Regions from separate parts of the Mus musculus genome. Here regions 1 and 2 are each linked to region 3. The links are chromatin contacts, called in public promoter capture Hi-C maps. All regions are on one chromosome and are shown on one strand. Each heading gives the region's core, a stretch centred on a gene start, on an enhancer-like site or on the middle of the called end of the contact. The rest is flanking DNA. Distances are from core to core; before and after follow the strand shown. Region 1 has its middle 20 kb from the start of Trp53bp2. Region 2 overlaps Susd4 (sushi domain containing 4). Region 3 holds the start of Capn8 (calpain 8).

What was found. Promoter capture Hi-C pulls out the DNA fragments that hold promoters and counts their contacts.
Region 1: a contact with region 3 is called in a promoter capture Hi-C map of the C10 cell line, with 3 times the contacts expected there. The contact joins the enhancer-like site here to the promoter of Capn8 in region 3. A contact is called at or near these places in 12 of 39 promoter capture datasets (the 3T3-L1 cell line, 3T3-L1-derived adipocytes, the C10 cell line and 7 more), 5 of 484 Hi-C or Micro-C datasets (embryonic fibroblasts, embryonic stem cells, liver and 1 more), 1 of 115 datasets of contacts at active chromatin or transcription factors (embryonic stem cells) and 3 of 9 other capture datasets (embryonic stem cells, liver and macrophages).
Region 2: a promoter capture Hi-C map of liver shows a contact between it and region 3. The contact joins the enhancer-like site here to the promoter of Capn8 in region 3. A contact is called at or near these places in 15 of 39 promoter capture datasets (the 3T3-L1 cell line, 3T3-L1-derived adipocytes, HPC-7-derived erythroid cells and 8 more), 1 of 15 datasets of contacts at CTCF or cohesin (stem cell-derived epiblast-like cells), 2 of 484 Hi-C or Micro-C datasets (cerebellar granule neurons and nephron progenitors) and 3 of 9 other capture datasets (adipose tissue, liver and macrophages).

What each region holds. Positions count from the first base shown.
Region 1 is chr1:182,387,305-182,390,709 of GRCm38.p6, reverse strand. No RefSeq gene overlaps it. Among named protein-coding and RNA genes, the nearest start is that of Trp53bp2, 20 kb to the left of the region's middle. Within about 2 kb of position 1,764, at least 9 of the 459 cell types and tissues checked have an H3K27ac peak or open chromatin away from gene starts, as enhancers often do.
Region 2 is chr1:182,815,634-182,819,017 of GRCm38.p6, reverse strand. All of the region lies in intron 2 of Susd4 (sushi domain containing 4), which reads right to left. Among named protein-coding and RNA genes, the nearest start is that of Susd4, 53 kb to the right of the region's middle. Within about 2 kb of position 1,832, at least 7 of the 459 cell types and tissues checked have an H3K27ac peak or open chromatin away from gene starts, as enhancers often do. A contact at or near this core is called in liver, where this site is marked.
Region 3 is chr1:182,563,190-182,566,551 of GRCm38.p6, reverse strand. It overlaps Capn8 (calpain 8), which reads right to left and starts at 1,545. Exons shown (of 21, transcript NM_130890.2): 1 at 1,255-1,545. The coding sequence starts at 1,491. It overlaps Gm46248 (a long non-coding RNA gene), which reads right to left. Exons shown (of 4, transcript XR_001779884.1): 3 at 2,499-2,628; 4 at 2,071-2,404.

The sequences.
Region 1 (3,405 bases), core at 515-3,014, 180 kb after region 3:
CATTGAAAAATTAATAAAGGGTGAGAAAATTAAACTTAACACAATGCAAAGACTAAAAGTGAGCAAACTGGTATTAGATAGCAATATATCTAAGTATCCAACATGTTGACCTTTAATGGTCAATTAATAACAATAATACCAAGGGTTTTTTTTTTATGCTTAAAGGCAACCTAAAATAAAATCTGTATCAGATCAAGCATGGGAATTAGACATGAAAAGAAATTGAAATAAAGTACTGGTTAACTTTAAACTTCACTGGGGCCAAAAATGATGTCATATATGTCAAAAATTATGATAGCCTCCAAAATATCACATGTAAAATCATAGTAAGAAAAAGAAGACATTAGCAATGTAATAGAGCAACAAGACAATAGGAGGGTGGTGCCTTGTAATGTCTGACGAAGTTGTCCACAGGTGTAAGCCTAGCATTTGACAGATGAAGATAGAACCAAGGTGTCAGGGTCATCCTTGGCTACACAGCAAGTTTGAGTCAAGCCTTGGCTACATGAGCTCTGTCTTAACAGAGAAAAGCAGGCAAGGTAGCTCCCCAGCCCCACCCATTCACAAAATGAGTTAGTAAGACAAGTCTAAATACTTCAGTTATCACACTACATAAATGGTAACGGACACCAGCTGAAAGACGGACGATTAGGATGAATTTTAAAATTCCAATTAAATGGAGGGTTTTGGTTTTGGGTTTTGGTTTTTAGTAAGATGTACATCTTATCACCTGTTAAAAATCTAGTTCCACAATAAAAGCACAGAATTTGAGAAAATAGCAATAAAATAAATAATATTTTATATTTTACTCACCAGAAGATAGAACAAAAAAAGGGTCATGGAAAAAATGCCTGCAAAAATTATATTCAAGCTGAGCATGGTGATGCTTTCTTACTGTGCCAAACATTTGAGAGGCTGAGGCAGGAGGATTATTTGAGCCCAGCAGTTTGAAAACAGCCTGGACACAATAGCAAAAGGCACAGTCCCCCCCCCACCCCCACCCCCCATATTGATTATATAAAATACATACTTTCTTATATACTCATGTATTTCACTTTACACTTCCTTTAATGGTTTTTACATTTTGTCTTTTATATGTCTTTTTTATTTAAGTGTAAGCAATACCAAAATACCTTTTAGCATAGTGGTAATCAGATTTTAATCAACCAACACCAAAAAAAAATGGAAAGTTAGCAAAATCAAGGGCCTTCGCTGTCTGTGAAGATGCAAAGGGGATCTTGGTGAGTCCTGTGCACGCATAATGAGTTCATCAGGAGGAGGTGCTAGAAAGGCTTGTCTTCATTCCCGGGAGTCAGGACAGTTCTTCAGGAAGGAGGATTCTAATCTTAAGCCCAACACCCACTCACCCTTGTACGCTTTATTTCCCTGTGACAATGGAATCTGTACACAGGAGTGACAGCATTCCCATGGTTCTGTTGCCTATGCGCTGGTGAGGCCAGTCTCATCACACCAGTCCTTTAGAAGTGAAAATCCCAGGCAGTGGTGGTGGTGCACACCTTTAATCCCAGCACCCGGGAAGCAGAGCCAGGCAGATCTCTGTGAGTTCCAGGACAGCCTGGGCTACACAGAGAAACCCTGACTCAGAAAAGAAAACAAAAACAAAACAAAACTAAAAAGAAGTACAGTTTTCTCCCACTGGTGGTAGAGCAAGTCTCAAACACTCAGTGTGAAGAGGACCGTGAAGTGCCACAAGTTCTGCATTGCTAAAATACCCTGGGAACGATCCCCAGCCAATAGCAAATAAGAATGCAGAGCCCTCCTTTCCACAGCCACTTGGAGCCCAGCCTGGCTGAGAGCCTGGAGGAGACTAGAATCTAACGCTTCCCAAGATTCTCCAGGTCACCAGTCAGGCCAACAGCTTGACTTCTCCCAGCTGAGCCTCCTTAGCCTCCAAGCTTCTTAGTTTGGGGCAGCAAAAGGCTATTCATGTGCTTTATCTTAACGGTTGAGTCTGAACAAATTAGCAAACAAATGTATTTATTCAGTTTGGAAACAGGAAAATAAAGCCAGAACAATGGCAGCTTCTCTTCTTCCAAGCTGGCATCCCGCATGCATGCCGCAGTCTTCTCAGCTCTCGGGAGGAAAAGGCAGGCACATCTCTGAGTTCGAGGCCAACTAGGTCTACAGAGTGAGTTCCAGGATAGCCAGGGCTACACAGAGACACCCTGCCTTGGAGAGGAAGAGGAAGAGAAAAACAGAGAGAGGGGAGACAGAGAGACAGAGAGAGAAGCATAGAGACGGAGATACAGAGATAGAGACAGACTGAAAAGGAGAGAGACAGAGACAGAGAGAGGCAGAGACAGAGAGAGACAAAGAGACAGAGAGACAGTGAGACAGAGACACACAGAGACATAAGAAAAAAAAAAGAGAAGATGATATTGAAGATTTTCCAGCAGAGGGACACTTACTTAAGAGCTGTTTCTTAGGAAGAGTCAGCTGCCATTGGTTTAGGATAGTTTGGAGGCAGACATACAGAGACAGGAAGATTTAGTGGAATGCTATCTCAGCTGCCCAGTCACCAGACGCTGGCAAGAAGGGTGCACTGCATCACATCAGACCACCTGTGACCTGAGGTGACAAACATTAGTCTTTCTGCTGATGGCCGAGGTTTTTGCTAGGACTCTGGTTGCTCATTGTGGTACAAGGCAGATGGAAACTAGAAAAGAGTACGGGGTTCTCCTCAACCAAGTGTTGAGTGAATGTCTGTCCTCTCTCTCTCAGAAGGACTTTCCTGGAAGGCATTCTCTATCCTTTCCTCATGATTCCCACGAGACCACCAAGTATTGTGCCTGCCACTACACATCTTTATGCTGGCGTCTCAGCTTTTTCTGTCTTACTTTCCCCTTTCCCTCACTTTGATTCCCTGTCATCCACTCTGCAGAATCAGCTTCTGCTTTGGGGAATCATTCCAGAATGAAGGATCCGGCCCAGACTGCTAGGGTCAATGGGTGACAGAAATACTGCTCAGACAACCTGTGCAGGAGATAGCACAGAAGGAAGCCTAAGAGGACACCAAGCTTTCAAACATCGCCTGCAACACTGAGACCAACGTTTATAATGCTAATCATAGAGGCATGTGGCATAGAGGCATATGGGTAATCCTCATTGTAACTTGACTAGGTTTAGAGTCACCATGAAAACATACTCTGAGGTGTGTCTGTGAGGATGTTTACAGAGAGATTTAACTGAGGAAGGACAAATACACCCTGAATGTGGGTAGCACCAATCTGTCAGATCTGAGACTCAATATAGAAGATAAAGGGATCTGAGCACTAGCATACATCTCTCCGATTTCTGATTATGGAAGTCACGTGACCAGCTACTGCCTACTCCTGCCGCCATGTTTTTTTCTACCATGATAGACTATTGAAGTGGAAACTTTAA
Region 2 (3,384 bases), core at 583-3,082, 250 kb before region 3:
TAATGAACCGCCACGCATGGTTTGAAGCCACTTCACTTCCTAAACACTATGCTATAAGCATGCTGTCAGTGGGGTTTGCTGAGGATGGGGATAAATCAGAAATGGGGAGCGAAACCCCTCAAGTTCCCCTAAACAAACAGCCTTTACTGTGGGCTTAGCTGAAATACTACCTAGAGTTCTGATAAAGGGAGATGATGCTAAAATGACATCAGATGTTCTTCTGGGTAGCCTGTGCTGCCACGAAGCATCCTCTCTCCAAACGTGTAAGTAATAAATAAATGCCACTAAAGAGCGCTGAGCCACCAGTCCCCTTTACTTGCAGATTTCGGTCCAGATTCGTGGTAGAAATGGTGTGCTTCAGTCTTGATGGAGGTACAGAGTGCCTGCGAGCAGTCATCTACCAGGATAAATTAAGATGAATGCAAAGGGGAGGGGGACTGCAAATAGATTCTTGTTTGCTCAGAAATAGATTCAACATTTTTTTTCTGTTATGGTTTCCTTGTAAAATAGTAAAAAAAAAAAAAATCCCAAATGTCTGACACAGAACCTGATTAAGTCCTGTTCTCTCTGGTGTCAAGATGCAGGCTCTGTTATCATTATAAGGCCCGTTATAAGAAAGATGTGCAGGAAGGTCGCAGATGAAAATAAGCCAGGCAAAAGGTTTCCATCTGTGTCATCCTCCTGCAGGCAGGCTATGGAATGCCACACCCTAGCATTTAGCAGAATGCTAATTTCATTCCCTAATTTCATCTCTGACATTAGTCCTGGCTCCTCCACCTGTACAGAATTATTAATTAGCCACCCAACAGGATGAACTGCAATCATGTCCTCTATTTGCACGGCTAATGGTTCAGTTCATGAATGGCTGCTCAAAATATTTTAACCCAGTCAGTCTGAGAGAACATATGATTGCCGTTAAAACGTAGAACCCCTGGACCCTGCCGCCCCCCGCTTCTACATCTTGAGCTGCCGTGCAAATGAGATCCCTGTAATTTCAAAGTTCGATAGGAAGAAAATGAAGCAGCTGCTATTTAATTTTTTATGGGACCCACAATTTGTCTCATTTGCTGGCAACTAGGATAGACTAGGAACTGAATGCAGCCCAAACCTCCATTCTGCAGGGCACATAAAAAGGGACTGCATTAAATCACTCAGCAGGGCTCTCTGCGGGATAAGGTTTGGCTGGCTGGTGCTGGAGAAGGAACACCTAGCTTCTAATCCCAGTTGCTAGGCTGGTCCCGTCCCCTCAGAGACACATCAACTTCGGCTAATTATAGAAGCTTCCTGAGACTTGTTATCTAATCTGCAACAGCCAGAGCCTTGGAATTACTACTCCACGGGGTTGGAAGCATGACAGGGACCCCTGGGTGCTTAGGGAATTCAGAACGGCCATTCAAATACAACTGAAAATGAATTGCATTGGTAAACTGAGGTCCAAGAGCAAAGAGTCTGTCTGGACTCAAAGATAAAGCCATGAGACTGGGCTTCGTTGTTCAGAGCTTCAAGGAAAACCACTCCATTTTCTCTGTCTCTATTCACAGTGTTACCCGGGAGCCACTGAAGGGACAGATAAGAAGAGGAAGGGAAAGAAAAATAAAAGACAATTATTTACAGGTCATCTTCCCCTTAGGGTCATGGTAATGTCATCTGGGGAGATAGATACCACAGCAACTTTCTAAAGTGAACCTGCTACCTTTTAAAGTAAGAAGGGGGGGGCAGGGGGCAAGGGGCAAAGGGCAAAGGTCAAAGGGCCAAGGGCTAACAATGCTGGTCTGCATTGTGCAAAGGCTGGTGGCCCGGAACCAGAGCTTTCCAGCTGGTATCTGAAGTCTGGGGTGCTGCCCTGCAGAATGTGCACCGAGTGTTGGTGACATAACTGTACCAAGAGCCCTGGGGACCGACCGGGAATACAAGGACAGATGGGACCAGGGATCCAGATCAGGATCCAGATCAGAACCAGATTTGGATGCTGGCTCTGTCTTCACTTAGCTCGGCCACATCAGGCTGAGGGTGACACCTGAACCTTCTCATGGTTTCCTAAACCCAGTCTCCTGATTGGCAAAATGGAGAACACGGGATGATGGGACCTGAATAAAGTAGTCTAAGTCCTAAATACTCGGGGTTAAGGATCTGACTCTGGCAGCGCTGGAAGCTGGGTGAATCTACCCCTTGCTTTAAGCGTTTGGAGGTGTCATCGTTGCTATGGTCCCCAGACCAGGAAGACAGGTGAATGGTAAATGATGTACACAGATCTCAAAGGCAGATGGTTCACAAATGTTCCCGAAATCTCCCTCTGAGCAGTGTACCTGGCAAGTTCTCTACCAGCTGAGATTTTTCTCTCCCAGAATGCAGGGTGGTTCTCTATTCATAGGAGAAAGGAGCTGAGGGGGTGGGGCCCTCGGACCCCACTTTTTTTTTTTTTTCAATTCCAGGTAAAAATTCTCTTGACACTTTTTTTTTTTTTTTTGGTGACTTCTAAAAATATCAATAAAAAGACTTGAGGGAACATGTCTGGTTCTGAGGAAGGCTGAGCCTTAGGCAGAGAGCCTGAGTTTTGAGAACTCACTATCAATTGAAAGTGACCTATCCCGGGGATTAGAAGTCCTGACTGCATAGGAAAGGGTGCTAGACCCACCCTTATGGTCTGTCCCGAGAGCCTGCTTGTGTAATGGCAGGCTTTTCCAAAGGTTTCAGGACAACCAGGGATGATTCTACAGCAAGAGGAAGTGAAGGGGACTTGAAGGGCTGAGGGGCTTTTTCCTACCCTGCAACCTGGGGAGAGAGGTGGTGGTAGGTCCTGGGTCTAATGCCTGGGTGAAAGGGCACGGGGTGGGGGTGGGGTGTCAGGAGGGGAGGCGAGGCGGGGGCGTGAGCTGAGCGTAGGCGGGTGAGGGTAGGGGGCCGGGGGCGTGAGCATAGTTGGGGGGGGGCAGGGGAATGAGCGTAGGCGGGGAGTGGGGGTGAGTGGGGGCGGGGGAGAGGAAGGGTGAATGTGAGTGGCTATGGCAGAGCCACAGCATAGAAGAGGACGAGAAACCCAAAATGTCTTGCGAGTATCTAAGCACCAAGAAACAGAACGGGAGGCGGGAAAGGAGAGGAGTAGACTCTGCATCTATCCAGTGGCCTGTACCTGCACAGGCTGAGTGCTTCAGGGAGAAAGGCGGGGAGGACATGGCTCCTTCGCCAGATTCTAGCTGTGATCCTCAACGTGGCTTAATGGGTTTCCACGAGCTCACTGCCAAGGTGGAATGCCTGCCAGAGGCAACTTTAAAAAGCAAGGGTTTAAAGCCATGGTTCACAGTCCACCATGGCATCGGGACCCCGCGGCCGCCAGTCAGTTGCACCCAAGTCAGGAAGCAGAGCTGAGAGGAAGGCTAGTGGTCT
Region 3 (3,362 bases), core at 296-2,795:
TTAGAAGCATAAGAACAAGCAGAAGCAGTCATACTCCCCCCGGGTGTAGATCCAAAAGAATCACAGTCAGCTACAATAGTGACACTTGTGCACCCATGTTTATTGTAGCTCTACTGACAATAGCCATGGTATGGAGTCAACCGGGTACCTATCCACAGATGAATAAATAAAAAAATATATAGTTATGTGGGGCTATATGTGTGTGTGCAGTATTGTTCACTATAAAGAAGAAAATCATGTCATTTATAGGAAAATGGACAGAAGCAAAAAAAAAAAATCACCATTTTACCTGAAGTGAACCCAATTCACAGAGATAAATATCACATATTTTCTCTTGTATGTGTGTAAAAATAAAGGGCTATCAGGATGCAGAAGAGCAAATGAAGCAAACACCTTAATGTCCAGGATTATTAGATGCAATATATATATATACACACACACACACACACACACACACACATATATATATATATATATATATATATATACACATATATGCTCCCAAAGTAAAGAAAGGGTTATCCTCAAAAGTGCAAAGTCAAACAAAAAAGCAAGCAGAACCATTGAGAAATGAGCAAAGGTTTTAAACAGTTGTCCCTCTAGAGGATGCACCCATGATATAGAAAGCACAGCATCCATTATCATCAGGGACATGTACATCAAGACCACAGTGTGACCACACCCACCAACTTTAGGATGGCCTCCACCTCTCTCTTCTCTCCAGCCTTGGTGGAACCTTCTATGACCTTCAGTAACCCATGTCCCTCAGCAGCGATGCTATCACAGTTTGCCCCTAGCTGACTGTGTCTAACCTTGGTTTGTTCCCCTGTGTGCTGGCCCGGGGGCACTGTGCAGTGCTAAGTACCCTGTGTTCTGTGTCTCTTACACGCAGGACAATTACACCCTGAGATTTATTTCTCATTCTCCTAACCACACTGAAATACAATGGTTCCAGCCGCACTATTTTTAGGGTGGAAAAACTGAAGCTCAGAGAGCTGTCGCTCAAGGCCACATCAGCAGAGCCAAGGCCACATCAGCAGAGCCACTCATGAGGTCTGACTTGTCCAGCTCTAAAGCTTGTGTGTGTTCTTCCTTAGAAATAATGTTAGGAAGTAAGGCGGATATCAGAACTATAGGATCTGAAAACAGAACCCTGCACTGTTACTTACTTCAACTCTTGACCTGATGTGACAACTCTGTACCCTGTGTGACACTCAATTGTGCCTTGCCATGGTCACTTCCCTATTGCCTTACCGTGGGTCGCTTCCATATGATGCCTTGAGTTTCTGCAGAGCCTGGTCCAAGATCCCTGTAGCCCAAAGCTGACGGACATGCCGGGAATTCCGGGTCTTTAAATAGGACCCCTGAGTTCAAGCATTGCTTTCTCAGGGTCTCGAAGTCCTGGCCCAGATACTTCACAGCATTCTGGTTAGAGCCAAGGCCCTGAGCAGCTGCACGTTGCTTGGATATTCCAGCTGCCAGGGCTGCCATGGCCTGCCTGTGCGTCCTGTAGGTGACAGGAAAGCAGGGCTTCTGTGTCCTCTCAGACATCTGCCCTATGGGGATGCTGCCCTTTAAGGCAGCTCCCAAGGAGGTGTGGCCTGTAAACTTTGCACCTGAGGGAGGCCCTGTTCCAAAGGGACATGAGTCATAAACAGAGTCAAATATGTATCCAAGGTGCAGGCAACTCTGCCCCACCTTCTCCTGCTGTTCACTATTTGGACACCACAATGGAGGCTATCAGGAGTCTCCAAGTTGGATAGGCTGGGGTGATTTCTCCTCCAGAGACTCTGTAAGGAGAGGCCCTGCTCATGCCTTGGTTTTAGTCCAGTGGAAATGACTTAGGTCTGTGGGTGCCCAGAACAGAAAGAGACTAACCCTCTGCTCTTTCATTTTTACCGAGCATGGTGCCTTGCCTGCATGTACACCTGTGCACTACATAAGTGATCTGTCCTTGGAGGCCAGAAGAGGGCACCAGAGTCCCCAGAACTGGAGTTCCAGACAACTGTTAGCTTCCATGTGGGTGTTAGGAGTCCAACGCAGATCTTTGCAAGAACAGCCAGTGCTCTCTCAAACCCTAAGCCATTGCTCCATCTCCAACTTCTGCTCTTTTCAGTCACTTGTGTTCGTTTGTTACAGAAGACACAGGCAGCCAGTACAGTGTGACAAGAATTCTCTGAACTACTTACCCACAACACAGTCTCCCTAGTAACCTGCATTAATCGCCACCATCTCAAAGAGTGTTCTGGGGGCTGGCTGTAAGATGCCTCAGTGGATACGAGGGCTTGCCGCACAAGCAGGACAATCTACATTCAGAGGTAGAGACCAGAGAATAAGGAGTCTGAGGTCACTGTGGGCTAAATGGTGAGTTCAAATCCAACCTGGGTTACGTGAGACCCTGTCTCTAAAATGAAATAAAACAGAATATAAAATAATCATGATTCAGCAGTTCTGAGCTAAGTCTCTAGGACCCATATCAGAGTCTTTAGACCATTCACCTGCAGATGATTCTAAAGCGGGTTCACACTGGTCTCTGAACCAGACAGCCTCTGAGGCTGCCGGTCTTCCCGCTGAGGGTCATCCACGTGTTCAGCCCTGAGCTTGGTGCTTCTGAGAGAGCATGTTTACCTGCCAGACATGAAACAGACAAAAGCAGGGTTTCCCGTGATTCACCAGAAATACAAGGTCAGCATGACCTTCCAGGACAGGAGGCAGTTATACGAAAGCTTTGGCTCCTCCGTGCCTCAGGAGCCCCCATTACTCCCTCAACGCCTCTATTTGCGTTAACACTCGCTCAGTGTTGGGCTCACTGAGGGTTCACAGCTAAGTTTCCACCCTGCACAAGGCTGACCTACCCTTCCTCTAAACCAGAACCCCAGCTCCACCCCATCCCCTGACGTTGCCTGGAACACTGAAGATCCTAGAAGCCTTGAAGCCCTAATTTGGGTGGAGGAGGCATTTTTATTCCTGACCCTATTGCCTAGTTAACTGAGATTCGTGCTGAGTCACAGGAACCAGTGGTTGCTCTGAACACAGTTTTCTGGCCATCCCCAGCAAGCTAAGAGGAACGCCGGGCTTCTGCGTGGCTAGTGGGAGCCGGAGCACACCCGTCCTGCTGACTTTGCCACCTGTTCCCGTGTCTCTCCTTCCTCCATGGAGCATTGATTTCTGTTTAGGGGATGTCGTGTTTGTCCCACTTCAGGGCTTTGCAGGCGCTGTTCCTGCCAAACTGCAATACTCTTCTGCTCTGCTCTCTGATCATCCTTCAGACCTGTGCCCCGGAAGTTTTTCCCCAAGGCCACCCCTCAAATTTAGCCCCTCCCTCCTTTCACACTATCAGATGAGTACGCAAAGCCTCGCCC